Linked DNA regions of Mus musculus: all the other regions are linked to region 6. Evidence: chromatin contacts called from public HiChIP or PLAC-seq, capture Hi-C and promoter capture Hi-C data. All regions are on one chromosome and are shown on one strand. The core of a region is the stretch at or near the end of the contact, and the rest is flanking DNA. Distances in the headings are between cores, read along the strand shown. Region 1 holds the start of Ncbp3 (nuclear cap binding subunit 3). Region 2 holds the start of Camkk1 (calcium/calmodulin-dependent protein kinase kinase 1, alpha). Region 3 holds the start of Ankfy1 (ankyrin repeat and FYVE domain containing 1). Region 4 holds the start of P2rx1 (purinergic receptor P2X, ligand-gated ion channel, 1). Region 5 holds the start of Zzef1 (zinc finger, ZZ-type with EF hand domain 1). Region 6 holds the start of Ccdc92b (coiled-coil domain containing 92B). Region 7 holds the start of Atp2a3 (ATPase, Ca++ transporting, ubiquitous).

The links. Promoter capture Hi-C pulls out the DNA fragments that hold promoters and counts their contacts. HiChIP or PLAC-seq counts read pairs in DNA pulled down with a chosen protein or histone mark. Capture Hi-C pulls out chosen DNA fragments and counts their contacts.
Region 1: a contact with region 6 is called in a promoter capture Hi-C map of stem cell-derived epiblast-like cells, with 5 times the contacts expected there. The contact joins the promoter of Ncbp3 here to the promoter of Ccdc92b in region 6. A contact is called at or near these places in 12 of 39 promoter capture datasets (3T3-L1-derived adipocytes, cranial neural crest, embryonic stem cells and 6 more), 6 of 115 datasets of contacts at active chromatin or transcription factors (SST interneurons, astrocytes, embryonic forebrain and 2 more) and 1 of 9 other capture datasets (embryonic stem cells).
Region 2: an H3K4me3 HiChIP or PLAC-seq map of embryonic stem cells shows a contact between it and region 6, with 10 read pairs. The contact joins the promoter of Camkk1 here to the promoter of Ccdc92b in region 6. A contact is called at or near these places in 6 of 39 promoter capture datasets (cranial neural crest, embryonic stem cells, frontonasal cranial neural crest and 3 more), 5 of 115 datasets of contacts at active chromatin or transcription factors (SST interneurons, embryonic midbrain, embryonic stem cells and 2 more) and 1 of 9 other capture datasets (embryonic stem cells).
Region 3: a promoter capture Hi-C map of hippocampal neurons shows a contact between it and region 6, with 6 times the contacts expected there. The contact joins the promoter of Ankfy1 here to the promoter of Ccdc92b in region 6. A contact is called at or near these places in 3 of 39 promoter capture datasets (cranial neural crest, hippocampal neurons and stem cell-derived epiblast-like cells) and 1 of 115 datasets of contacts at active chromatin or transcription factors (embryonic stem cells).
Region 4: a contact with region 6 is called in a promoter capture Hi-C map of stem cell-derived epiblast-like cells, with 8 times the contacts expected there. The contact joins the promoter of P2rx1 here to the promoter of Ccdc92b in region 6. A contact is called at or near these places in 7 of 39 promoter capture datasets (the 3T3-L1 cell line, cranial neural crest, frontonasal cranial neural crest and 4 more).
Region 5: a capture Hi-C map of embryonic stem cells shows a contact between it and region 6, with 6 times the contacts expected there. The contact joins the promoter of Zzef1 here to the promoter of Ccdc92b in region 6. A contact is called at or near these places in 5 of 39 promoter capture datasets (cranial neural crest, embryonic stem cells, hippocampal neurons and 2 more), 1 of 115 datasets of contacts at active chromatin or transcription factors (astrocytes) and 1 of 9 other capture datasets (embryonic stem cells).
Region 7: a promoter capture Hi-C map of second pharyngeal arch cranial neural crest shows a contact between it and region 6. The contact joins the promoter of Atp2a3 here to the promoter of Ccdc92b in region 6. A contact is called at or near these places in 11 of 39 promoter capture datasets (the 3T3-L1 cell line, cranial neural crest, embryonic stem cells and 6 more), 1 of 115 datasets of contacts at active chromatin or transcription factors (stem cell-derived neural progenitor cells) and 1 of 9 other capture datasets (embryonic stem cells).

The regions. Positions count from the first base shown.
Region 1 is chr11:73,045,851-73,049,264 of GRCm38.p6, reverse strand. Ncbp3 (nuclear cap binding subunit 3) reads right to left here and starts at 1,398. Exons shown (of 13, transcript NM_025818.3): 1 at 1,183-1,398. The coding sequence starts at 1,365.
Region 2 is chr11:73,017,335-73,020,517 of GRCm38.p6, reverse strand. It overlaps Camkk1 (calcium/calmodulin-dependent protein kinase kinase 1, alpha), which reads right to left and starts at 1,530. Exons shown (of 16, transcript NM_018883.3): 1 at 1,391-1,530. It overlaps 4732414G09Rik (RIKEN cDNA 4732414G09 gene), which reads left to right and starts at 1,677. Exons shown (of 3, transcript NR_152202.1): 1 at 1,677-1,861.
Region 3 is chr11:72,688,320-72,691,751 of GRCm38.p6, reverse strand. It overlaps Ankfy1 (ankyrin repeat and FYVE domain containing 1), which reads right to left and starts at 1,750. Exons shown (of 25, transcript NM_009671.5): 1 at 1,718-1,750. The coding sequence starts at 1,727.
Region 4 is chr11:72,997,704-73,000,710 of GRCm38.p6, reverse strand. P2rx1 (purinergic receptor P2X, ligand-gated ion channel, 1) reads right to left here and starts at 1,566. Exons shown (of 12, transcript NM_008771.3): 1 at 1,260-1,566. The coding sequence starts at 1,396.
Region 5 is chr11:72,794,345-72,797,630 of GRCm38.p6, reverse strand. It overlaps Zzef1 (zinc finger, ZZ-type with EF hand domain 1), which reads right to left and starts at 1,405. Exons shown (of 55, transcript NM_001045536.2): 1 at 981-1,405. The coding sequence starts at 1,334. Cyb5d2 (cytochrome b5 domain containing 2) reads left to right here and starts at 1,792. Exons shown (of 4, transcript NM_001024926.3): 1 at 1,792-2,118. The coding sequence starts at 1,869.
Region 6 is chr11:74,617,777-74,621,197 of GRCm38.p6, reverse strand. It overlaps Ccdc92b (coiled-coil domain containing 92B), which reads right to left and starts at 1,593. Exons shown (of 4, transcript NM_001013784.1): 1 at 1,352-1,593. The coding sequence starts at 1,436. It overlaps Gm50590 (a long non-coding RNA gene), which reads left to right and starts at 339. Exons shown (of 3, transcript XR_001780261.2): 1 at 339-669; 2 at 790-932.
Region 7 is chr11:72,959,783-72,963,223 of GRCm38.p6, reverse strand. Atp2a3 (ATPase, Ca++ transporting, ubiquitous) reads right to left here and starts at 2,055. Exons shown (of 22, transcript NM_016745.3): 1 at 1,753-2,055. The coding sequence starts at 1,870.

The DNA of each region.
Region 1 (3,414 bases), core at 149-2,648, 1.6 Mb after region 6:
CCCGCTAGGAATTACTCCCTTCCAACTGACATGGTCGGCCCCTTTTTGTCATTTGGGGTTCAAGTTGAATCTAACTATCTCAAGGGACTTTCCTGTGCATCCCAACACACACCAACTGCTTCACATCCCTCCTGGCCACTGTGCTTTTTATCCTATTAACAGGGTGTGTGTGTGTGTGTGTGTGTGTGTGTGTGTGTGTGTGTGTGTTTGTTTTTGTAGCACTTAATACAAAAGGGAACTATTTACTTGTCTCCCCTACTAGGGCAACACCAAGAGGGAGTTCGCTCTTAAGCACCTAGGATTACACCAGCACACAGAGAGGTGTGTGATATAAACATGTTAAACTGACTGAATGGATAACACCTGACCTATACACTATCCACTATAACCTATAGATGTTGTCACCAAAGGTATTGTCATTTGTCATCACTACCTTAGCCTTCACTCATAACTTCAAATGTAAAACCAAGCTGCTATCATGTAATTAAAGGAGGGGGCGCAGGGAGTTCACGTTGTATGTGAAAACCGAGCTATCCAGGCCTCAGACCAGCTTTAAGAAGGGGCATGTGACTACCAAACCACAGGCAAAACACTCCTCAGACCCACTGTGGTTAAAGAAAGATCAAATGTCACTGTGTGTCAGAAGCTGGGACCACCGAGAGTAGACGCAGTGAAGGTGCGGGGACGTGAGGACCCTCATCCACAATACCAACACACGAGTGTCTGCTGTTTGACAGGTCTAGCCCTCCCAAGCGAAGAGAGCTGGTTTAAGTGACACCAACTCGGCCGGGGAAGGAGGACCCACCAGGAGACCTGGATGCCGGCGGCACCTAACACTTTCTTTGAGGGCTGATTCAGGTTCTGTTCCCGCCCGCGGCTCCTTTTTATCTCCAACCAAACACAGCTGATTCCGTTCGGGGCCACCGAGGGGCAGCGAGAGGGGTGTCCCCAACTCTCTCCGAGATCCCCCGCCTCTCCAGCGCTCTCTGCACCCATTTCCGGGCGCCCCGGCGTCCTTTCTCTCTGGCGCTCTCCGGGTCATGCGCGGCCCCCGCCTTTCGGCGCTCGCGCCCCTTTCCCGCGTTCCCGGACTTGCGCCAGTGCCGCCGTCCGCCACCTTCCCTGACTCTCCAGGGACACCCGCCCGGCGACCTCCTCAGCCCCCGCCCCTCTCGCCCGTACCGGGAGCAGTTCCTTTAGGGAGCGCCGCACCGGCACGATTTCCAGCTCGCCTTCTTCCACTTCCATGGGCTCCGGCTCGCCACGCTCCAAACCGGACTCCACCTCGGGCGACGGAAGCCCCAAAGCCGGCCCAGCGGGGGCCTCCGCCTTCACAGACACTCGCAGGCCGCGGACGGCCGCCATAGCTGCCAGCCGGCCGCACCACCGAAAGCCCGCCCCTCACTCCCGCCGCCTAGAGCGCCGTCGCCGATGACCACAGAGGAGCACCGCTATCACCTAGAGCGTCGTCTGTTTCTACCAGAAAGCTGTCCTTATCTCTGGCGCCCCCTTGGTGACCTAGGAACCTGGGGCCGGCTTGGGGCGGGACTTCGCGGGGTAGGGGGCGGGACGAAGCAGTGATGGAGGTGGAGCGTCGTCTGAGGTTCCAAAATACCTGCACTTTGAGGACTATACTTCTAAGAACTGCTGAGCGGTTACCGCGATCTATCATCTAGGCAATCTGAGCGTTTACAAAGTTATTTCCGTAGTAAGCTTTGGCTCTGTCAAGTCTTCCAGTAATTGAGCCATATTATGTGGTCAAAATTTTAAACTAGGGCCCAGTGTAGGGGTTACATGCCTATAATCCCAGCAGTCAGGAGTCAGAGGCAGGCACATCTCTAAGTTCCAGGCCATCCAGGGATCCAAGGTAAAACCCTGCCTACATTTAAACTGGAAAGGGATGGTACACGATTGTATTCCCAGCACTTGGGAGATAGAGGCAGGAGGACTAGGGGCTGAAGGTTATCCCCCAATTACACCAAGGGGCAATTGCTAGTTTGAGGCCAGCCTAAACTACAGAAGATCCTATCTTAAAAGGGGAAGAGGGGTGCTTCAAGATCACAGTGACCTACCCAAAGGGCAGAACCAGAGCTTAGACCCATTTTGTCACTTCTGGGAGCTCTACTCATCAGAGACTCACAAGCAAGATTTCCTGCAAATGTTCCTAGTAAGAGTCTGGCTGGGAAAGAGGAAAGGCTTGTTCAGACTTGAAGAAGGGACTTCTTGTCTGTCATGAGTCCTGATTTTGTGTCTCCTCCTGTGTCATATTTAGTTAGCCCTTTCTAGACCTATCTCCCAATCTGAACCAGGAATAGGTAAGACCATATATCTGAGCCCCTAAAAATCTTTTCAGAGAAAGGCAAATCATTCTAAAACAGAAAAAAAAATCACAAGACTCAGATACACTAGGTCACTTTGGGCATGGCACGGAACCTCAGTTCCTTCATCAGAACATAGAACAGTGACACACCTCCACAGAAGAATATAAGGACCGAATGAGCTAGTTATGTGCGGCTGTAAGATCCAAAAGAGGTGATACTGTACATCCAAGCTTTTCTTGAAATGGGTCTGTACCATGGGACAAACAAGATGGAATTCCTTAGAATGGTACCATCAATTGATTGCAATGCAAAGTACAAAATTGGGTTAAAACAATGGATTGTATTTTCTTTTCTCCTGTTCCCCTTCCTTTCTTTCCTTCCGTTTTTCTTTTGCTGTATTAACAATGCAACCCAGAGACTTGAGCATGCTAACAAAGCCCTTTACCAGTGAGCTTTACCCCAGCCCTCTTGTTTTGAGACAGAGTCTTGCTATGTAGCACTGGCTGGCCCACTACTTGCTTTGTAGCTGAGAATGATCTTAAACTCCTAATCCTCCTACCTCTGCCTCCTGCGTGATGGGCTTATAGGCATGTACCACCATGCCTGGCTCCCTAGTGTGTGTTTTATAGAACTGTTTGTGTTTGGGATAGCCAGCTGTGGGTGACAGTCATGAACCCCACCATTACACTATCTTTCTAGGCCTGTGGAGTAGGAGGTAGGAGAAACAAAAGCAGTTAATTACTTAGCCACACAGGCCTCTCTACCTCCTAAAGAGACTTGCAGCTTGAGGATTCAATTCAGAGGGATTTGAAATTACAGTGCAAAGAGGCCTTGGGGCACCCACAGGAGGGGGTGGTTATCAGGCAGTCAACGCTTAAGTTCCCAGGCTGCTACCAGACAGCCCTATACCTTTCTCCTGACTTGGTCCTAACTGTAAGTGACTATTCCTGGTTGTCAACCTGACTATATCTGGAATGAACTACAGTCCAGATTGGAAGGCTTACCTGTGATCAGATCTTGAGGCTGGGAGACACATGTTTCTGACCTGGATCTTGGCATGGAGATCTTGAGTCATTGTGACCATGAGAAGCTT
Region 2 (3,183 bases), core at 281-2,780, 1.6 Mb after region 6:
TAGACACTTGGAGAACAGCAACTGGAGCCAGAGGGACTGGCCCATAGGTGCAAGTGCCATGAGGTGGGACAGTGCTTGCTCTGTATGAAGACCAGCACAGCAGATGTGGCTGCAGTGGAAAGTTCCTTAGTGGAGGTGTGCATCAGGAGAGAAGCTAAGGTCCACTTACACTGGCCTCGGGGGTGTTTTCCTGGCGGAGGCGACATTGTGACCACTAAGCAGGATTCCCAAGGGAGAAATGGGAGTTCACCCTGTGTCTAAAAGAGATCCCTTCCCAACGTGATAGCAATAGAGTGCTTCCCAACAGGCTTGGTTTAGGGTTTGTGAACAGAAACCAGAGGCCTCTAACACCAAAGGAGTCTTTAAGCAGGGAAGCAATTCACTTGGATAAGGTTTAAAATAAGCCCCAGTCCTGGTCTGAGGACTGGGCGTGGGGGACCAAGGAGCAGGTAGTAGGGTCTAGAACAGTCTGACCCACAGCGTATGTTGGATGGAAGAGGTAGAGATGCGCAGAAGACCCAGCCTCTTCCTTTTCCCTGGGATTTTCAAGGACACAGCTGTGCGCTTCTCTCACACCCTGAACCTGGCCAAGACAAAGAGAGGAGCTCACTGGGACACAGTCCTGGGACCCAAGGCATGTGACAGCTAGCTCTGCTCACTCTGTAACACCCTCAAGACAGACACACACCCCTTCCCTGACAGATGTAATCCTTGTCCTCGTGACCGGTGCTCACACACCACTCCATCCTGAAACGCACCCCTCAGGTACACAGGCACACTCTTGTGTCCACGTGACGCACGCACACCCGCCTCCAAACACCACACACAGCTCCCCGCGCACGTGTGCACCCTCGGAGCACCAATCCTGTACCCACCAGACCCAGAAACCACAGCGCCGCCTCCGCCACCCTCACTCAGTCAGGGGACGACTGCGCAGCAGCTGAAGTCGCTCGCTGCATCCGTCCCATTCATCACCCCGCCCCCAGCTCTCCACGGAAGACTCACGGGAGGGCTGTGGGAGAAGCGCTCTGCTGAGATCCACACGTGGGTGCACCCGTCCAGGCCCACTCCGAATAGACACGGCCTCCACCCAGAGCCGGGCCCAAGGCACCGCGCGCGCGGGGCTTCTATGCAGTCCCACAGACAGCAGCTGCGGAAGAAACGCAGGTGGTCGGGCACCCGCATAGCTGGCTTAGACAGATGCGGGCTCAGGGAACCATCCCGAGGACCTGGCCCTGCAGACACAGCGGGAATCTCTGCACACCAGATTCCGGCTGCCCACGTAGACCCGGCCTTGTAGACCACCCTTCTACAGCCCGTTGGCTGCACAGGGCGGCTCAGCCGTCCGCACCCCAGTTTCCAACTCCAAGTCCCGGCTGCTGACCCCTACCTAGGCACCTGGCGACAGTCTCTGCGGTGGGCACCAGGCTCGCTCCCGCTGTGCGCGCCCCGCCCTGCCCGCCTTGCCGGGCTAGGATCGCCCGGCTCAACCCGCTGGCGCCGCAGCTCCAGGCTGCGCTCGCTCCCCCCGCCCGCCGCCGCGCCGGCCCACGATCATTGGCTGTGCCGCGCAGCGCCCCGCAGAGATGTCCAATCAGAGTCCGGTCCTCCCGCCCAGGGGTAGAGGGGGCGGGTCTCGACGGGATCGGGAGGAGGTGGCTCGGGAGGGGCCCTGCGGATGGGCCCCGACGCGTCACGCCCCCGGCGCCCGCAGACAAGCAGGCTCGGGGAACCCGATGTCCCTCAGGCCACGTCGTGGGCCCCTCAGCCTGGCCTGAAGCGTACGATGCTTTTTTCGAGTCCTCAATCCGGTGTCCTAGTCTCTAGAGGCAAGAGCATCCCTCCTTCGGGATGAGGCCCGGTGCGTACCAAGGAGAGGCTAGGTAGAGGCCCTGGGAGAAGGGCCTGGAGTTGAGTGTTCTCCGGGGGGGTTGGGGGAGGGAAGGAGGAGGGAGATTCGTCAGAGTGCTGGGGTGGGGCGGCACTCAGGTTTGGAGAGGAGCAGGAGGTGACTGGCTGGGCTGAGGGAATGAAAAAGAGCCCTCCAGGACCAAGTGGCCTTGACTGTGGTTATGCCTGGGGACTGCCCTCACAGACTCCTGGTTCAATCCTGCTATTATTAGTCTATTGGAGATGCCCCACATCACTGCTTGCCTCAAACTCAGACCCATGTTGCTATCTCCAACCTGGTCTCACCTGTGTCTCTGTCTTAAACAGGAGTTAGAAACCAGGAGTTAGAAACCAGGAGTTACCTGTGTAGCAGGTTTTCTGACCCAACCGGGTGTAGCACAAGGATCTGCCATGTTGCCTCTTAAGATCCCTAAAGTCTCTCTCTCTCTCTCTCTCTCTCTCTCTCTCTCTCTCTCTCTCTCTCTCTCTCCCCACCATCTGCCCCTCCCTGAACTCGACCACCACGGTCATGCAGTATACCTCCACTTGATTAGTGCAGCAGCCCCACCCCTCACCCCAATCCAGTATCACTTCCCATTAACCTTTCTGGGACAACCAGAACAGGCACTAGGAACACCAGAGAGCTGCCTCTTAGGATCTTCCACTGCTTGCCACTAAGTCCCCTCAAGCCCTCCATAGCTCACCCCTCACCACTTGCCTGCCTAAACCCCACTTGTCTTTTGGCACTTAGTTCAATGCCTCTGCTGCTAGGAAGCCTTCCCCATGACCTTCTGGATACCTGGAATGCCCAGCAGCCCTTTCTCAGTGCTTTCCAGATCTCAGCACCTCTTCACCTGAGTCCTGTCTGGACTAAGAACTCTTGAGAGCAAGGGTCGAGATGAATTCGCCCAGCACAGCCTGACCTCCTGATGCATGCCCAGCATGTATTTGTTGAAATGAATAATTGGGTCCAGTAACTGGAGGATTGGATCTATAGGGCTGGAGTTCAGGAAAGAGCTGGGCTACAGAGACTCCTCCCCCCACCCCCAGTTTTGAAGATTGAATCCAGGGCTTCTTGCATTCTAAGCAAGGATGCTACTACTGAGCTATACCCCAATATTGAAGAGATGGTTTTGAGAGTCCTTGAGGATCCAGTCATAATTCTAATGGAAAGGCTCAAACAGATCAACTGAAGCAAGGCTGAGAGGATCAGATTAAGATCTAGGCAACAACAACAACAAATCTTACATATATATAAATCTTGAAAAACAGTTCTGGGCTGGTATGATGGCT
Region 3 (3,432 bases), core at 501-3,000, 1.9 Mb after region 6:
ATGTTTGGTTTGTCCTTAAGGTGTATTGTCCTCTGGCTAGATAGATGTTTCTAATCACCTCAAGGCAACCAAAAGTAAACACGCAGTGTACTAACCTTGGCCTGTATGAATTCCCCACAACTGGAACCTGAGCACAAACACAATTAAGTTCTCAATACAACTACGGACTGAGAAACTCCCTCCTCCACGACCTGAAACTTGGTCATGCATTTCCCCAACACGCAGATTCCTTCTTAAAGGCTCTACACTGCTCACGATCTCACATCGTGCCTTCCTGAACCTTCCTCCCAAACCTCGCTGCTGAGCAACAGGTACACAACATTCCGTGGTGTGCAAAATCATCTAGTTCATTTTTTGAACAGGGTTTCATGCACTCCAGGTAGGCTGTGAATGACCCTAAATTCCAGATCCTTCCAAGTGCTGAATGAAGGAACTACAAGCAGGCAGGCATACATCACCACACCCAGCACTTTCAGTCACTTCGCTTTCTCCTCCTCTGTTGGACAATGTTCACCACCTCCAAGGTGTTTAACAGATAGAAAAAGTAAAAATGAAAACAGAATCCAGTCCCAGCCATGAATCTGGCCTCAGTTCACTTAACTATAAAGGGCAAATAACACACCTGGCAGGCCTACTTCGTGTCACTCTTAAACCTAATTCAAATCTGAGAAGACTACACAAACTGTCACACTACCCAAATCTCAGATCAAGAAATGATGAGTTTAATCAACACTTACCAAAAAATACAAACAAAAGACAAAAACAAAATAGGCCAGGTCTAGATCAAGTAAATCTTCAGCCACTCAACAAAGTCCAACAAGAAGTATTTTTCTCCAACAATGGGGTACACAGGAGAAGCACACCGGCCAGGTCTAATATTGTCTGATCACTACTAGGTAACTCACTATCTCAGGGCTTTCACCCCAACTCATACAGTAAAGCTATGGCAAGCAAAGATCCTAACATTATTCCTTAAGGGAGGCTGCACCTGAGAAACCGGATGCCTTTACCTGCAATGTCGTAAAGTACTAAAAAAGAGACGAAGGACTAAAGCAGGAGGTAAAGGAACCGAAGCCTGGCTTTAGCACACCTCTTTCAAGCAGTGTGACCTTGGTCAACTTCCTTACTGAGGAAACATCTCCTTTTGCCCCTTTGTAAACCTCAGAGAATCTGAGCGTGCCCACATTTGCTAGGGCTGCCAAAAAGCTTAAAGACTATTACAGCGCACGCCCAAGAAGCCCGTCGTCCAGCTGCAGTCCCGGCTCTTCCAAGGAAGAGTCCCAAGCTCTTCCGCAGGCAAGAGATGCACCCTTCCGGATGCAGGACCTGCCATGACAGCAGTTTCGATTTCCTAAGGAGAGGGGCACTTCCCTCCCCGTTCCAGCATGGCTGGCACAAGAAGCTCCTCTACAGCTTTCTCGAGTCCCGCGGGTGCATTCGCTCCCAGGACCCGACCCCTTTCTCGTTCTGAGACTACCGGGATCGGGGTTGGGGGCGGGGGGTGACGAGTGAAGACAGACTGCAGGAGGGGCGTTGCCATAGGAACGGCGCTGAGAACCCCGGCCCGGGGAGCCCCGAAACGCTACATAGGAAGGCTCGCGAGACACGTGATGCACCGTACGACCACAGCCGGACAACCCTTCCAGGGGCTTCTGTGCCCGGCCAGTGGTACCCCTATTGCTTCGCGTCTTCCCGTGCCACCCCACAAAAAACCTACCTTCCGCCATGTCGGGCCCGGCCCTGCCTACAGCCTCGCGATAAATGCCGGCGCAAGGGAATCATCAAGTCTCGCGAGAATGGATGGAGGCGTGGCAAAGGGAGGAGCCAGAGCAGACAAGGGGTGAATGAAAGTGGAGCGGGAAGTTGCTCTAGGCGGGAGGTCCGAGTCCCACTTCGTTTTGGAAGGTTTGACAAGCGCGGACTGGGCTATCTCGTACTCCAGGCGATCGTCAGGGTAGAGCAAACATGGACTATTCTGAGGCAGGGACTGCGGATCTTTAAGTTACTTTGTAACCACGTGGGACGCTGTCCTAATACTTAAATGATAGCATTTCTCCAGGGCTTTGGGAATTTTTATGGCTAAAACCAGACAACTTGGGTTATCAAACAGGCAAACACACTGGTTACAAATATAGGGGTCGCAAAAACTGCAAATCTCTATACAATTTTATGTAAGCAAAATTGTGAGATCCCTGAGGTCAAAGTGGCAAAGCCAAATAACACTAGGAGCTAATAACGGTTGACAAGGCCATGGAGAAGGAATTCAGATTGTAAACCAGGAGCTTAAACCTTTTGTGAATGTGAGAATGATTAGATGATTTTTATAATAGCAAAATAGAGGGCTGACAATCCTAGATAGTATGCCTTTTTTGGCTGTGGAGTAGGTAGAGTGGGGAATTGAGACAGGGTTTCTCTACATAATCCTGGCTGTTCTGGAACTTACTATGTAGACCAGGCTGGCCTGACACTGATAAGAGACCCTAGTGCCTCTGCCTGGAGTGCTGCGATTAAAGGCAAGTGCCACCACACTTGACATAAATACTTTTTCTTGGCCCGGGTAACGAATATGTACTTAGCACACCTGAAGCCTCCAGGTCAACAAAGGAGAATAGAAATAATGCATCAACAGTTAAGTAGTGACTTAGAGAACAGTTAAGATTTTAGGAAGATCTGCCACAGTTAAAGAAAGCATTAGAGGGCAATGAAATGGAATAATGAAGGGATTGAGTTCAGATTATAAAAATGTAAGGGCAATGGTTAAAATTTTGAAAAGGGGACGACCCTGGCTGAAAAACACTTAGAAAATGGAAGAGAAGGACACTTAAATACATTAAGGATAATTATGTACTAAAAACTGATGTTCCGATTGTAGCAGACTACAGTAGTGAAGGAAATAACAGGGCAGTGTTAAAGTAGTGGCCCTGGATAAGCGACATGTGATTAAAGAAACAATATTTGTTAGTTTCAATAGAAGTGCCTGAGCTCAAAGCTTCACTGCCTTGCTGAGGATGGTTCATAGGTGTGTCAAATGAGTTTTTGAGATCTTCAGGTGGCTAGATAAACCAGCTTTGAGCATAAACAGACTCTTCTATCCCCTAAAAATACTCAAGCTCCTAACATTAAAACAACTTAACTGGTTGGAAAGTGCTGTCATATCTGACATCTGTTTGCAGCATGTTTTCTCTTTGCCTTGCTTTGCAAGCCCAGCAAACTTAATCTGAGCCAGGTTTTTTGTTTGTTTTTGTTTTCACTTTTTTGGACAAGTCTCATGGAGTACAGACTGGTCTAGAATTACTGGTCCTCCTGCTTTTCCAAATGCTAGGGTCAGAGGTATCCATGGATGGAGGCGTGGCAAAGGGAGGAGCCAGAGCAGACAAGGGGTGAATGAAAGTGGAGCGGGAAGTTGCTCTAGGCGGGAGATCCGAGTCCCAC
Region 4 (3,007 bases), core at 317-2,816, 1.6 Mb after region 6:
CTACTGGTACCCATCAGAAAGTTTCCTGGAAACTTTGTAGGGAGTGGGAAATGAGGAGACAGAGCAAAGGTTCAGGGTTGATTTGCCTAGTGACCTAGAAATTCCAGGGCTCCTCTATGGGCCTTAGTCTTCCTCTTAAGCTTGACCAACTTGATTTGTGACCAAGACATAGCCTGAAATGCAGCTGAAGGATCCTGGCTTTGGCTGCACCTGACTAGCTCTGAATCTTAGGGCATCAGTGAGCAGAAGAAAGGCTACTCTAGGAACTAGATACTCCCAAGAGGCTAGTACCACATGAGTAACTCTTTGGGCTCTTAGTCCCAGTCCCCCCAAATGGGGATTTGCAGAGCCCTCAGAACCACACAACACAGGCAGGCAGGGGTACTGGGCGTTCTCAGGCTCCCATTAGGACCCAACCCTTTTACTGATCTCATAGCCTCTAGAGGCTCTTTTTAGTGTGACTGTAAGTAAGCATGATGCTCCTGACATGTGACACTTCTGGTACCCAGCTACCTCAGACCCAGGGCAGACAGAGACACAGCTGTAAGCTTGCGTAGCCAACCAGGTATATAAAACCACCGGTACATGGCTAAATATATAGGACATGGGCAGTCATAGAATACCATGTTAGCCCACACAACACACATGCAAACACAAGATCCTGCCTGGCCTGCTAGCCTTTGCATGGTTCCCAGGCTAGCCAGATAGCTGAAGGAGACCTGTGCTGCTCTGACCCTGTGCCAGGGAAGGAGATGTCACACTTGGGAATGGAGACTACTTCCTGCTCTGTGTCTCCATCAAGATGCTAAGTGTTCAGAATCCAATTGTCTTTTAGTCCCCCAGGGACCTGGATTTCCCAGGTTGTCCTTTGTTCTGACTGGAGAGACGGGAACAGAGCCTATGTTCTGGCGAGTAAAATGAGGCATTGCTTTGTTTCAGTTGCATGAGGAAAGTTGGAGGTGAAAAGGGCTCTTGCAGGGCGTGCCACTCACTCACTAGAAGGGGCCTTTTACAATGTCCTCAGGACCCACAATGGTGTTGCCCCTTGGTCACCATGCACCCAGAGTAGCGTGTCCTATCCTGCATTGGTGTCTCCATCTTGACAGTAGGTTAACAGGGCCTATTCCTTCTTAAGGCATGGAGGCTCACCAGGAGAGCTTTCCAGTGCTTGGAGAGATGAAGGGTACCCCAGAGCTCTGAGGATTGGCACATGTAGAAGACTGGTGCCCAAAGGTGTTGGGAGGGGGACTTAGACTCACCCAATGACGTAGACCAGAACCACCAACTGGATCAGACGGAAAATGACTCCCACCTTCTTGTTTCGTACCAGCACCATCCGGGGAGTGTCATACTCAAAGAAGAAGGCTGACAGCTCATCCTGCAGCCGCCGAGCCATGGTGGGCCAGAAGGGGCTCAGAGACAAGCCCCCCGCACGGCCTCTGTGGTCAAGGGCAGGCTAGCATCTGTGTCTACAGAGAGAGCAGTGGAGTGGCTGGAGGCTTCCCAGCCCCTTAAGAACAGAGCAGGCCAAGTGGGGCCAGAGTTGGAGGTTCGTTGGTGGGATCTGGGTTAGGAGGGAAAAACCCAGGGTGATCAGAGCAGCTTTTGACTGCTGGCAGGCAGTGGAGTACCGGCCAGTGGTGCCCCGTGAAATAAATTCCCAAAGATAGACAGAGGCGGAGCCAGTGAGGCCACCCAGGCCCAGCCCCACTACCCCTCAAGGCTCCGCCTGGGCCCTGCTGGGCCTCCGGAAACAGGAGCTGCTCTCCGGAAACCACCATGGCCACCAGCCACAGGGCCAGAGATAAAGCTACTGGCTACCCCCACTCCAGGAACCTGACAGGACAGAACTGAAGGGTCTCGCCAGGACAATCCCTCAACACTCTACCTCCATCCCCACCCCCACAGTCTCAGAGTAGACAGTTCAGTCCTGGGGACCTGCAGGAAGATGAACAGAACTGATGTCAAGTCCTGTAGCCTAGAGCTACCCTTGGACACTCCCTCTTCGTCAGTCCCTTCAAGTCCAAGCTTGGTCTATACCCATTAACTTCAGCCTCAGGCTGGCATCTCTATCTGCAACCTTGCTCTCCCTCTGTCTGACCTGCTTGACTGTACTCCTGACACCACTCCCATCCCATCCTTACCACCAGAACAGACAGGGAGGTAGACATCTAGACGAGACTAGGGTCACCTATCCCTAGGGAGTTCTGAGACCCAGCTTGGAAAGCCTGATATTAGGCAGTTGTGTCACTTGTTGAGGGCTTGGGGGCATTGTCTGGCTTTTCTAAGTCTGCTTCTTGTAAAGTGGGACAACATAACACTTTCCCCAGAGTGAAGAAGCCCTTGGGGGACGGTCCCAGAAACCTCCAGGACAGAGAACTAAAATACACTGTTGAATTAGGGTTCAGGTCCAATACAACCCTTGCCTTCCTCAATAGTAAAGCAGACCCTGAGCATAGGGTCCCAAGAACCTGATCAGGCTGGCTCACACTGTGCACCTAGGGTCAGAGGGAAGCATTCTCACCCTGGCCTACTAGAAGAACCAGCCTGAAGCACAGGTCTCCTTGGTAACCTTCACTGCTCTGCACCCCCGGCCAAGCCGACCCACGCTGAGTGCTGATAAGGAATCTTCTTCCTCATGAGCTACTAACAGGGAGCGAATGGCCCCTGGGCCTGGCACCGAACCCTTATGCAAACTGGGCTGCTTTCTGCATGTCCCCTCCCAGCACCCAGGACCAGCCCCAACCTCTTGAATAGAAAACACACACACACACACACACACACACACACACACACACTGACATTCCAGTAGGAACTCTCTCAACTGTCTGACGCCACTGAGCCAGGGTGGTGGGAACCACATCCTTCGCTTTTTTTTTCCTAAGGAGTCAGAGCTTCAGCAGGCTCTGTGACCTTACCCTGACCCCAAACAAAAGGGCATGTCCCTCTCCCAGCTGACTTCACGTGCAGCTGTTACAGCAGTAGGCCCAGAAATGAATTGTGTGTG
Region 5 (3,286 bases), core at 156-2,655, 1.8 Mb after region 6:
AAGAGCCTCTGATTTAGAGGAAACAGAACTTTTAAATTATGTTACAAGTGACTGTGGGTTTCTTGCTTTACACACTAACCAATCAATGACTGACAATTTTACATGGCTTACTCATTAAAAACCTTTTGTCCTAACATTGTGGAATTAATAAGACTTCAGGGAGCAGGATAATAGGGACCTAAGGGAATGGGGTGGGAATCAAGAGGTTTGTGAGATACTCTCAACTTTGCTAGTGAAATGATTTATAGGCTAACTCTGGGTCAGTTTTTTCCAAACCATAAACCAAAATGTTCAGTAGAGATATGAGGAGAAATTTCATAAGTACAAGAAAACTAACGCTTCCCTATCAACTTTAGGTTTGATAAGGTTTCAAATGAGCCTGGAACAAGTTCTTCAATGATTTAAAATCCAGTGTATACTTGTTAAAAAAAAACAAACAAACAAAAAACAACCAACCAAACAAAACCTAGTATTTTATAGTCATGAACGGCTTGCAGAATGAGTCTTTTCAGTGTAATGTTACCCTCCTTCCACATTAGACTCAGATGGTTCTCTACAAGATTCCTGCACAGGCCAGTAAAACAGAATGGTTTTCATGGCCACTCCCTTGATCTTTGCACATCCTTTCTCGTAATTGTCTTACTCTGATAAGGTCCAGCAAGCAACTAAGCCTGTCAACTGCACAAATGTCTGCCTACCACATGCAGAGACTTTTTTTTGGCTTGCTCCTCTCTTCGGAACAAAGCTAATGTAGCCTGGACTTTCCACACCTCTAGTAAAGGCGAGAGACGTAGCAAAATTCCGTAGTGATGCACTCCGAAAGAGTTCGGACAACGCCATACTTCCATTCTAAGAACCCGAGGACCCTATGGCTTCCTGGCTGGCCTCCGCAAAGCAACCGCCCACCTCTTCAGGACCTTATTGGCGACCACCCTGCTCCCGCACCGCTGTCGCCAGCCAGCCAGCCAGCCAGCCCTGACCTCCTCGAACTGCTCGCCCGAACATCCAGCGCCGCGAGCCTCCAGCAACTCCCGGAACTGCTCCAGGGTGACGGACTCTTCACCGCGGCCCAGCCGCTCTTCCAGCCAGCGCAAGAGCGCGCCGTGGTGCCTCGACACCAGGGATTCGCAGGGAGGTGCGGGCCGCAACGCAGCCGCTGCCTCTCGCAGCCGAGCGGGTTCCAGGAGTGCAGCGGCGGAAGGCAGCACCGCGGCCGCAGGGCCGGGGCCGGGGGTCGTGCCAGAGTCGGCAGCCCAATCTTGATGTGGGCTCCAGCCCTCACCCCCTGCGGCCGCCGCTTCGTCTTCGCTGCTGTTACTCGGAGCGTTCCCCATGGGGTCTCCGTCTTGGGTGCTCGGAGGTGTCGCCGCCGCCGCCGCCTCCCAGCCACGACCTGTCAACCTCCGACAGCTCCTGGCGGGCGGGGACGGGGTGGAGACCACAGCGGCGGCAGTGACTTCCGGCTTCCTGGCTGTCGAGCGAGGCCTGATGTCGCAACGGAGCCGTCAAGCGGATTCCATTTGCTCACGACAGCTTAATGAAGCCCGGGAACCCACCCGTTAACGTATCCGTCTAGCCGCCTCTGCCGCCATCTTTGTTGAGGGCGGATAAACTGTAAGCCAGGACTTTTTGTTTGTTTGTTTGTTTGTTTGTTTTTTCTCTGTACTGTTCCCCTTTTCTGCTCCACGCTTCACGTTCAGAATCTAGGCTGGACAAGAAAAGAAGAAAGAGTCGGGGGCAAAAGAGTCAACTTTGCTGTGAAGTCTGTCAGTGTCGCGCTGCCGACGTCACGGCCGGCGTCTCTGCTGTCTTAGTGGTGGCTTAAGAGGTGGCTACCTCCGAAGCGTGTCTGGTGTGTTGCTGTATAGATGCTGAGGATATGCGGGCTTGGTGTGGTGCTGAGCCTGGCCGTGGCGGCGGTGGCTGTCATGGCCGTGTGGTTGATGGACTGGTGGGGTCCCCGCCCTGGTATTCGCCTCTTCCTTCCCGAGGAGCTAGCCCGCTATCGCGGCGGCCCAGGGGACCCGGGCCTGTACTTGGCACTGCTCGGCCGCGTCTACGACGTGTCCTCTGGCAGGAGGCACTACGAGCCTGGGGCGCACTATAGCGGCTTCGCAGGTATCGGCGAGGCTCTCACACCTTTTCCTCCTGCGTGGGCTCGTAGCCACGGCTTGCGTTCGTCCAGTAATTTATTCCTCCGCGCCTCGTCATCCCACATTCCTCAGACTGCTGCGGTGGGAAGGACACGGTCCTGGTTTGCAGCTTGGACGCAACTGTGCTAGTTATGTACCCTCCGACTCTGTCTGCTGCACTGTGTGACTGATTCGGAGAAAGATGTGTCTTGTTAGGTAGTGGTTACACTCAGAAGTCTACCTGGTCTCTAGAGCTACCGTGCTTTCAGGCTCTTTAGACTGACCCGAAATAACCTTTCCTCCGCCCGCCTCCGTTTCCCCTAATATAATATTTGAGTCTTTTTTAATTCTAGTAGATGCACTTGTCTGCTTTTCTTTAAAAAAAAAAAATGAGAATCAAGCGGGGAATGAAGTTAGAGCACAGGAAAGCAAGTATCTTTTGTAGTATTAAAATACCTACAATAAACCAGAAGTGGTGTTTTAACTGGAGTGGCTGAGACAGGAGGATCTCTTGAGCTACAAAGATCCATTGAGCCAGGAATTTGTGGCCAGGCTGGCTCTAAAACAACACGAAACAAAACTTCTGACAAAATTTGGTATATTAGCCTTCCTAAGAACATTTATCAAATTAACTCCATTCTGCTGTGCTCCCGTTACCCCTTAACAACGGAGGGGATCGGAAAATGTAATTTGACTAAAAGCCTTAACAAGATATGAGAACTACCAACCTAATAGCTTTTAATTTTTATTTTATGTGTATGAGTGTTTTACTTCCTTGTACAACTCTGAACTACCTGTGTACTTGGTGCCCATCGAAGCCAGAAGAGGTTTTCAAATCCCTGTAACTAGTAAACATGGTTGTGATCTGGGTGCTGGGAACTTTGCTTCTCTGGAGGAGCATCCACTGCTCTTAACCAGTAAGCCAGCTTCCCAGCTACCAATTTTAAAGGTGTTGTTTTTCTAGCCAAGGAGAATACCTCTCTCTTTGTTTATTTGGGAAGGAAGATCGCAGGGCAAGACTGGTAACTAGACTGACAAAAATTTCAAGCAGTCCACCGGTCATTTAGGAGAATTAGGAAGCTACCTTTAAATACAGATCACTCACTTCCTTCTCTCCAGACTTTTCAAACAGTCTAACCTGGGATAGGACCTAC
Region 6 (3,421 bases), core at 344-2,843:
AAAGCCAAAGTAGATCTATGAGCTGGGAGAGGCTGAGTTATGGATGAGTGGATAAACGAATCTATATGTTCTTTATTTTTCTTAGTCATTATTCCTCTTCATCATCTGACTCAGAAGCCCATGGCAAGAGGAGCACAGATCTCAGAAGCCTTCCTAGGTCCAGGCCTGAAGACCCAGGCACAAATGCTAGCACACACTAACTCTCAGTACCGTCCTCAGCTCCATACACACTAACTCATCTGTACACTGATGGTCCTACTAGTACATCCACTCCAGAGATGAAGAAACAGGACCCCAGAGAGGTAAAGCCCTTTGCCGGACATGCACAACTGTGCTGACACCTAGGAGACACTTTGAGGCACTCACCCTGTAACACATAGCTCCTCAGAAGGCAGCCACACTTTACATCTGCTGGCTAAACCTCTTTTTTGTTGTTGTTTTTTGGATTCTACCTCTTGCTCTCCAGATAAACTCTCTCCCTGTACAGCCATGCCCTAGCTTCCTACACTCCACCCAGTTTCTGTCTCCTGAAATCTGACTTCTCCTTTGCATTTTAGAGCCTTCTTGCGGGCAGTTTGGACTCTGGGAATTCCTTGCAAGAAACAAACCACACAGCCAAGAGTGAAGCCGAGAGAATGAATTGAGTCTTACTGGGAATCACCAGGGCAAGTGAGTACACGTATTAAAAAATAATTACTCTGCCACCCCCTCTAAGTCCTTGGCTCTCCTGAGGACGAGTCTGGAACCAAGATCTGGCCTTTGACAAGTGTCTGGGACTCTGTCTGCAAGGTGGGGGCTGGTAGCAGAGACATTCTCTAAGGACCTGTGATCCTCCGCACTACAGAGTCCCTCCTCCCAGACACCCCTCAACTCTGGCTCCCCGCTCCACTGAAGATCCCACAACCCCAACCTCAGCATTGCTGAGGATTCAGGTACATGGGAGTGGGGTGTCGGGAAAAACTTGACCCACCTTTCAATCTTGATGCTCTGTAGTTTATGCCTCGAATTTGACACCCAGAACTAGGGGGTCTGCAGGGTGGGGGGCAGGGTTGAGGGTTATGGATACCACAGGGTATAGGGAAGAGAGGAACCAGCCAGGATACGAAGAGCAGGCAGAACGGTGCGAGTGGTGGTCTGGACTGCTTTGGACCCCCTGCCAATGCCGGGAAGGGCTCGGGTCTGGCGGCGGAGGACAACTTCTGCCAGCAGCCCGCGTCCTGCCCGCCTCTCGCGCGCTGCGGTGCCAGACCCCGCGCAGCCCTCCAGGCGGAGCCGGAGCTCAGGGGCTCTCTTCATCACCCTGATCACCCAGCCAGCGCCCACCCTCTACACCCACCGCCGGCCTGCTCACCTGCGGACCCGAGAGAGCCGCCGGGCCCGGCCCGGGCCTCGCTGGGTCTCTGGAAGAGCTCTTCTCCCGCGCTAGCTGCGCTCATGGATCCGCAGAGCGCGGCCCGGCTGCGGCGCCATCAACTGCTGCGAGGCTGTGGGGTGCGGACTCCAGGGCTCTGGGGGGCTCCGGGGCGCAGAGGTGGGGGGCCTAGGGCAGGCTTCGGGCGTAAACACCCAGCAACGTGACCGGAACTGGCGAACGAGCTGGAGGGGGCGGGGGGTGGGAGAGATAAGGGGGAAGGGAGGGACCTGGGGCGCTCGGGGAGGGGCCGTGGGCGGGGCGGGGGGAGGGGAGGCTGGGGCGGGGGAGGGGAACCCTGGGACCTCGGGGAGCCCCAGGATCCGGGCCTTCGCACCCCGCGAGCAGCAGAATCCTCGGATCCGGCCCTGGCTGGGAGCTGAGGAGGGAGCCCGAGACACCACAGACGACTAGGCGAGCAGGGACGCGGCGACCGATCAGCACCGCGGACAGCGCCCAGGCCCACAGGCCAGGATCCGCTCCGCCTCTCTAAGTGAGGCAGCGCCCGCTGCCTGCTGGGGTACCCACGAGCTGGGGTATTCGAGAGCTGCTGGATAGTCTGAAAATGTGTTCCTGGTAGAGGCAGCAGCAAAGCTGTGCCAGATGTCTCACTAGTTTTGTGACCTTGGGTGAATCACCTCACCTCTTATATGATGGTACCCAGAATCAAGAAAAGATCTTTTATAAATTCCAAAGTCCGTAAAAAGTATAAGGCGCATAAGGCACTATTGGTGTTGAGCCGGGTCTCTTCCTCCTCCTCCTCCTCCTCCTCCTCCTCCTCCTCCTCCTCCTCCTCCTCCTCCTCCTCCTCCTCCTTCTCCTCCTCCTCTTCCTTCTTCTCCTCCTCCTCCTTTTCCTTTCTTCTGTAAACAGATTTCTAGAGTTACTCTGCTCATCTTAGAGTTCTGGCACCATCAGCATCTTTCTCTTCTCTGGAGAGATGGTGGTGTATGGAGTGCACCATTGGGTTGTTGTGAGAATTAAATGAGTTAATACCTGTACAGTGCTCACTATAGTGTGGGGGCTCACTAGACACCTGTACACATGATGGTTGATGACAGGGGTTCAGGAGGCTCGGAGTTCCCAAAGGCAACACATTTCCAATCCTACCTTATCATGCTGAAGGGAGAGGTGGTCTTTAAGGACTCAGACCTAAAGTTTGGTCTGGAATACCTCACTCCATTACAAGCCAAATATTTACTTTCTTGTTGAGCCAAATTTCTACAAGGCCTTAATTTTGCTTTTAAACAAGGCGTTACTATGTGTGTAGCTAGCCGGGCGTGGTGGCGCACGCCTTTAATCCCAGCACTCGGGAGGCAGAGGCAGGCGGATTTCTGAGTTCAAGGCCAGCCTGGTCTACAGAGTGAGTTCCAGGACAGCCAGGGCTATACAGAGAAACCCTGTCTCGAAAAACCAAAAAAAACAAACAAACAAAAAAAAAACTATGTGTGTAGCTCTTGCTGGCCTGGAACTCTATTGCTTCATAGACCAGGCTGGCCTTGAATTCACAGAGATCCTCATGCCTGTTTCCTGAGTTCTGAGTATAAGGGTGTGCATTACCATCTCAAGATTATTTTCTCTTCTTCCTTCCTCTTCCTCTTCTTCTTTTAAATAAGGTGTCACTTAGTCCTAACTGGCCTTGAACTCATTTTGTAGCCTGGGCTGACCTTAAGCTCCAGATCCTCCTGTTTTAGCCTCCTGAGTGCTGGCATTACATGCATACACCACCACACTCAGCTCTCTTGTAAATCTCTTAGGCTTAAGTGGACTTGGGTGTCAATGAATAAAAACTTTAGCTTCTCATGGCAGAATTGAAAGTCTTAGCTGTTTTGACTGGCACTTTGTATTTAATAGGTGCTTGTGTTTTGTTCGAACCTCACATGATCTGTAGTTTGTAGCTCTGCTCTAGGCTGGTTTTCAGCATGCGTAAGTAATTTCTGGTTGGGAAGGCCAGTGGGTCCTGTTCTCAATTCCTTCCTGCCCTTACAGGACAGCATTCCTAAGCTGTGA
Region 7 (3,441 bases), core at 806-3,305, 1.7 Mb after region 6:
CTAGTGTCTCATTCACCTCCTTGGTGAGACGGGGAGACAAAGTCCTTACTTCAGAGCTGTTTGGAAGAAGAAATGAGCTAATTGATGAGAAGTTCTGAGAGCTGCTTCTGACACGAAGCAGTTACTCAATGAAGTCAGAGCTTTTACTAGTAACAGCATCAATGCAGAGGCACCTGAAACACCCCTGCCAGTGTTTTCTGCCTGCTCTGTCACATGCCAAGCCAGTATCCTCTCCCATCATCAAACACATACCTACACACCTGAGATCCCCTCACCACGGCACAAGGGAGCTGGGGGCTCCCTCTCTCCCAGTTATCTCTTCTGAACCAATGAAGGCATGAGCCAGAAAAAAGAGTGAACTAGGCCAGAGCCCTCCAGGGACAAGCTCAGTGTGACCTGGGACAGAACTAAAGGCTGAGCCTCCAACATCATATGGGAACCAAGGACCACAGTAACATCAAGTAGGCTGCAGACCCCAGACCCGCCTTCCCCTCCCTCAGGGTTGAAACGGACCCTGCTACCCCTGTCTTTCTTCAGAAAAAGGGCACCCTTACTGCCAAGTCATTAATGGGGGATATTAAATAATATTTATCTCCTAGTTCCTCCCACAGCTCAACTAAATATAGCAACTAATTTTTTTTGAAAAAGGATTTCTGCTCCAGAAAGATAATATTTACATAAGAGGTGGTTTTCATAAACCAATACAAACCCAAAGCATCCCTTCTGACAGCTCTTCCTACTTCCCAGACTGCCTGGAGCAGAGGGACACCCAGGCCAGAGCATGGTTCCTCTGGTACCTGGCAACTCTCAAGGGTGAGGGGCTCTCCAAAAAGATAGAAGTTTGGAGTGGTTGGGCTCTCTCTCTCTCTCTCTCTCTCTCTCTCTCTCTCTCTCTCTCTCTCTCTCTCTCTCTCTCTCTTCCTCCCTCCCTCCCTCCCTCTCTCCCCCTCCCCCCTTTCCTTCAAGCTTACAGGTGCTGTGGCCCTGAGCCAGGAGTGACAGGAGGACATTGCAGGGAACCTCTGATGTCCACACTACACGCTCCTAACAATGTGTGGGGCTCATCTAGACGGGGTCTACTGGCACTGGCCAGGCAAGACTTTGGACAGGAAGGAGAATCCCATGCTCCTTGACAGAGGGGAGGAAGCCATGCCTCTAGTAAACTGAAAGAGTACGTGGGCTACCTCGGTCCCCAGAGATGGGGCAGGCACCATTCCAGATCACCAGCTGGGGAAAAGACTCCTCCAGACCTCCGACCTGCCCCTCCAAGAAGGTGGGTCTTTGCCTCAGCAGTTCAAACCCACATCAACTCCCGGCAGCCACATCCGCTTGGGGTTGCAGAAAGAGGAAGACCTGGGACTGGGGTTAAGAGCACCAAAGCTGACAGCTGACAGGCTGCACCGTCTTGGGCGCCTTAGTGAACCTTCCGGGGAGACATCGGAACCCCCTGATAGGTTGGGCCTCGGAGTCGCTGGCTAGAGGGCCTCAAGCGTCTGCACTTGCAGGGTGTCCGCAGATCGCACAGCAGGTGCGGGCATCCAGTAAGGCTCTGGGATAAAATGGGCTAAGGATTGCAGGGGTGCATCGAGATGGGGAGTGGAGAGCCAAATCCTGCCTCCTCTTCCCCCGAAGGAGACCGGGAGGCCCCACCAGGTGCCCCACGCGCATTTGCAGAGGCTTACTGAGCCCGGCTTCCTGCCGAGTCAGGAGGGGACAACCGGTCCCCACTGCAGGGCAGGAACCCACGCTCACCGTTGGGGCCGTAACGCTCCCGCGCGTCGGTCACCTGCTCCAGGCTCAAGCCGCCCTCGGCTGTCACCGAGAAGCGACGCAGCACGTCGGCAGCGGAGAGCAGGTGCGCCTCCTCCATGCTGCCTGCCCGGCCGTCCGCGACGTCCAGGTCGCTTCTCCTCAAGGCTACTGTGTGGAGTGCTGCGAGCTTGGGGCGGGGCGGGCCCCTCGGGAGGCCATGACCACGCTGGGACCTTCCCCGACGGCAGTGGCTATGGCAGCCCGGGCCCGCGCCAGGATGCTGTGCCCGGGGCTCCGTCCTCTGGGCGGGGCGGCGCGGGACCCGCCCTGCACCCACACCCCTTCCGGCCGCAATAGCAGCCGCCGCCCCGCCCCGCCGAGGGTGGCGGGGGACCGAGTATGCTACCCTCCTGTCCACATACTGAAGCTAGAGCCAGGGAGCCTCGAACTCGGTCTGCAAAGCTGGGGGACCTACTGCTTTCATGTCGCCGCCTCTCTGTGTCCTAGGAGCTCGAGGGTGTTTGTGGTTGTGTCCGGGGGTGTTGCAAATTGCAGTTGTCCGTTTAGTGGCACCCCACTTCCCAGCTCCACCTCTGCACAGAGTCTGGCGGGAAGCCGATGCAGTGCACTGGGGGTCTCTTGCGGAAGAAACAACCTGATGCTTTCTTTCCTCTAGTGCTGAATGTGTGCGCCTTACACGTTCCCAAAGGTCCTGCGACGAGTGTCATTCTTCATACACTCGCATCTCTAAGACCCCAAAAATGGCCCAGTGGGGAAGGAAGGTAAAAAGTACCAGGCTGTTACCTACCAGTCCAGCGTCCCCAACAGGTGAATGGTGCGGTGGGGATTCAGAGAGATCCCCGGGAACTCGAGCGAGGCAGAGGGGTTCCTTGCTTAGGGTGCCTGGCGGGGACTGACCCTGACCGAGGGAGGGACAGGGGAAACTCCCCTATATCAGCACTGTCAGGGAGTGCCAAAGGGTTGCAGGCCTGCGGAGGTGGAAGGCAGAGACCACTCACCTTCCAAAAGGGGGAGCCAAGAGAACAGCTGATCTCATCCCCACTCCTTGGCTCTTGGTTAAGTGCAGCCGCGGAATCACCAAGGCTGCCAGGGTAGTTCCTACCTTTTTGCACCTGGGTCCCAAAGCACCCGTGCACTCTGAAGCTTCCGGCCTGCCTGAGCATGGGCACCCCAGAGTCGAGTATTTTTATCCTGTTTCCACCCCTCTATGCTTTCCAAATATTGACTGGTGAGGACAGGGACAGATTGGGCCTTTTAGTGGCTTTGGAAAGGCTGTCCAGACTCTATGACATCAGCTGGGTCTCAGCTGCTGTAGGGATAAAGGAATGTTACTTTTATGGCCGTGTCTCCTTCCAGCTGACATTTTAGTTGTTTACTTGGGATTTTTCTAAGACGAGGTCTTGTTATGTAGTCCAGGCTTTCTTCAAAGTCTTGGCCATCCTCCTGCCTCAGCTTCCAGAGTGCTAGGATTACAAGTTATGCTACCATACTCTGACATTTTAAGCTTCAACTCCAACATCTCCAGGTATCTTCCTCCTTCCCTTTCCCTCTGACCAGGACAGGACACAGACAGCCTCTCTTCATTTGTAAGTTGCTAGGAAACTTGGTAGGACTCTGCTGGAGACAGAGCCACCCAGGGATACTTTCCCACTGGAGACCTCCCTCCCC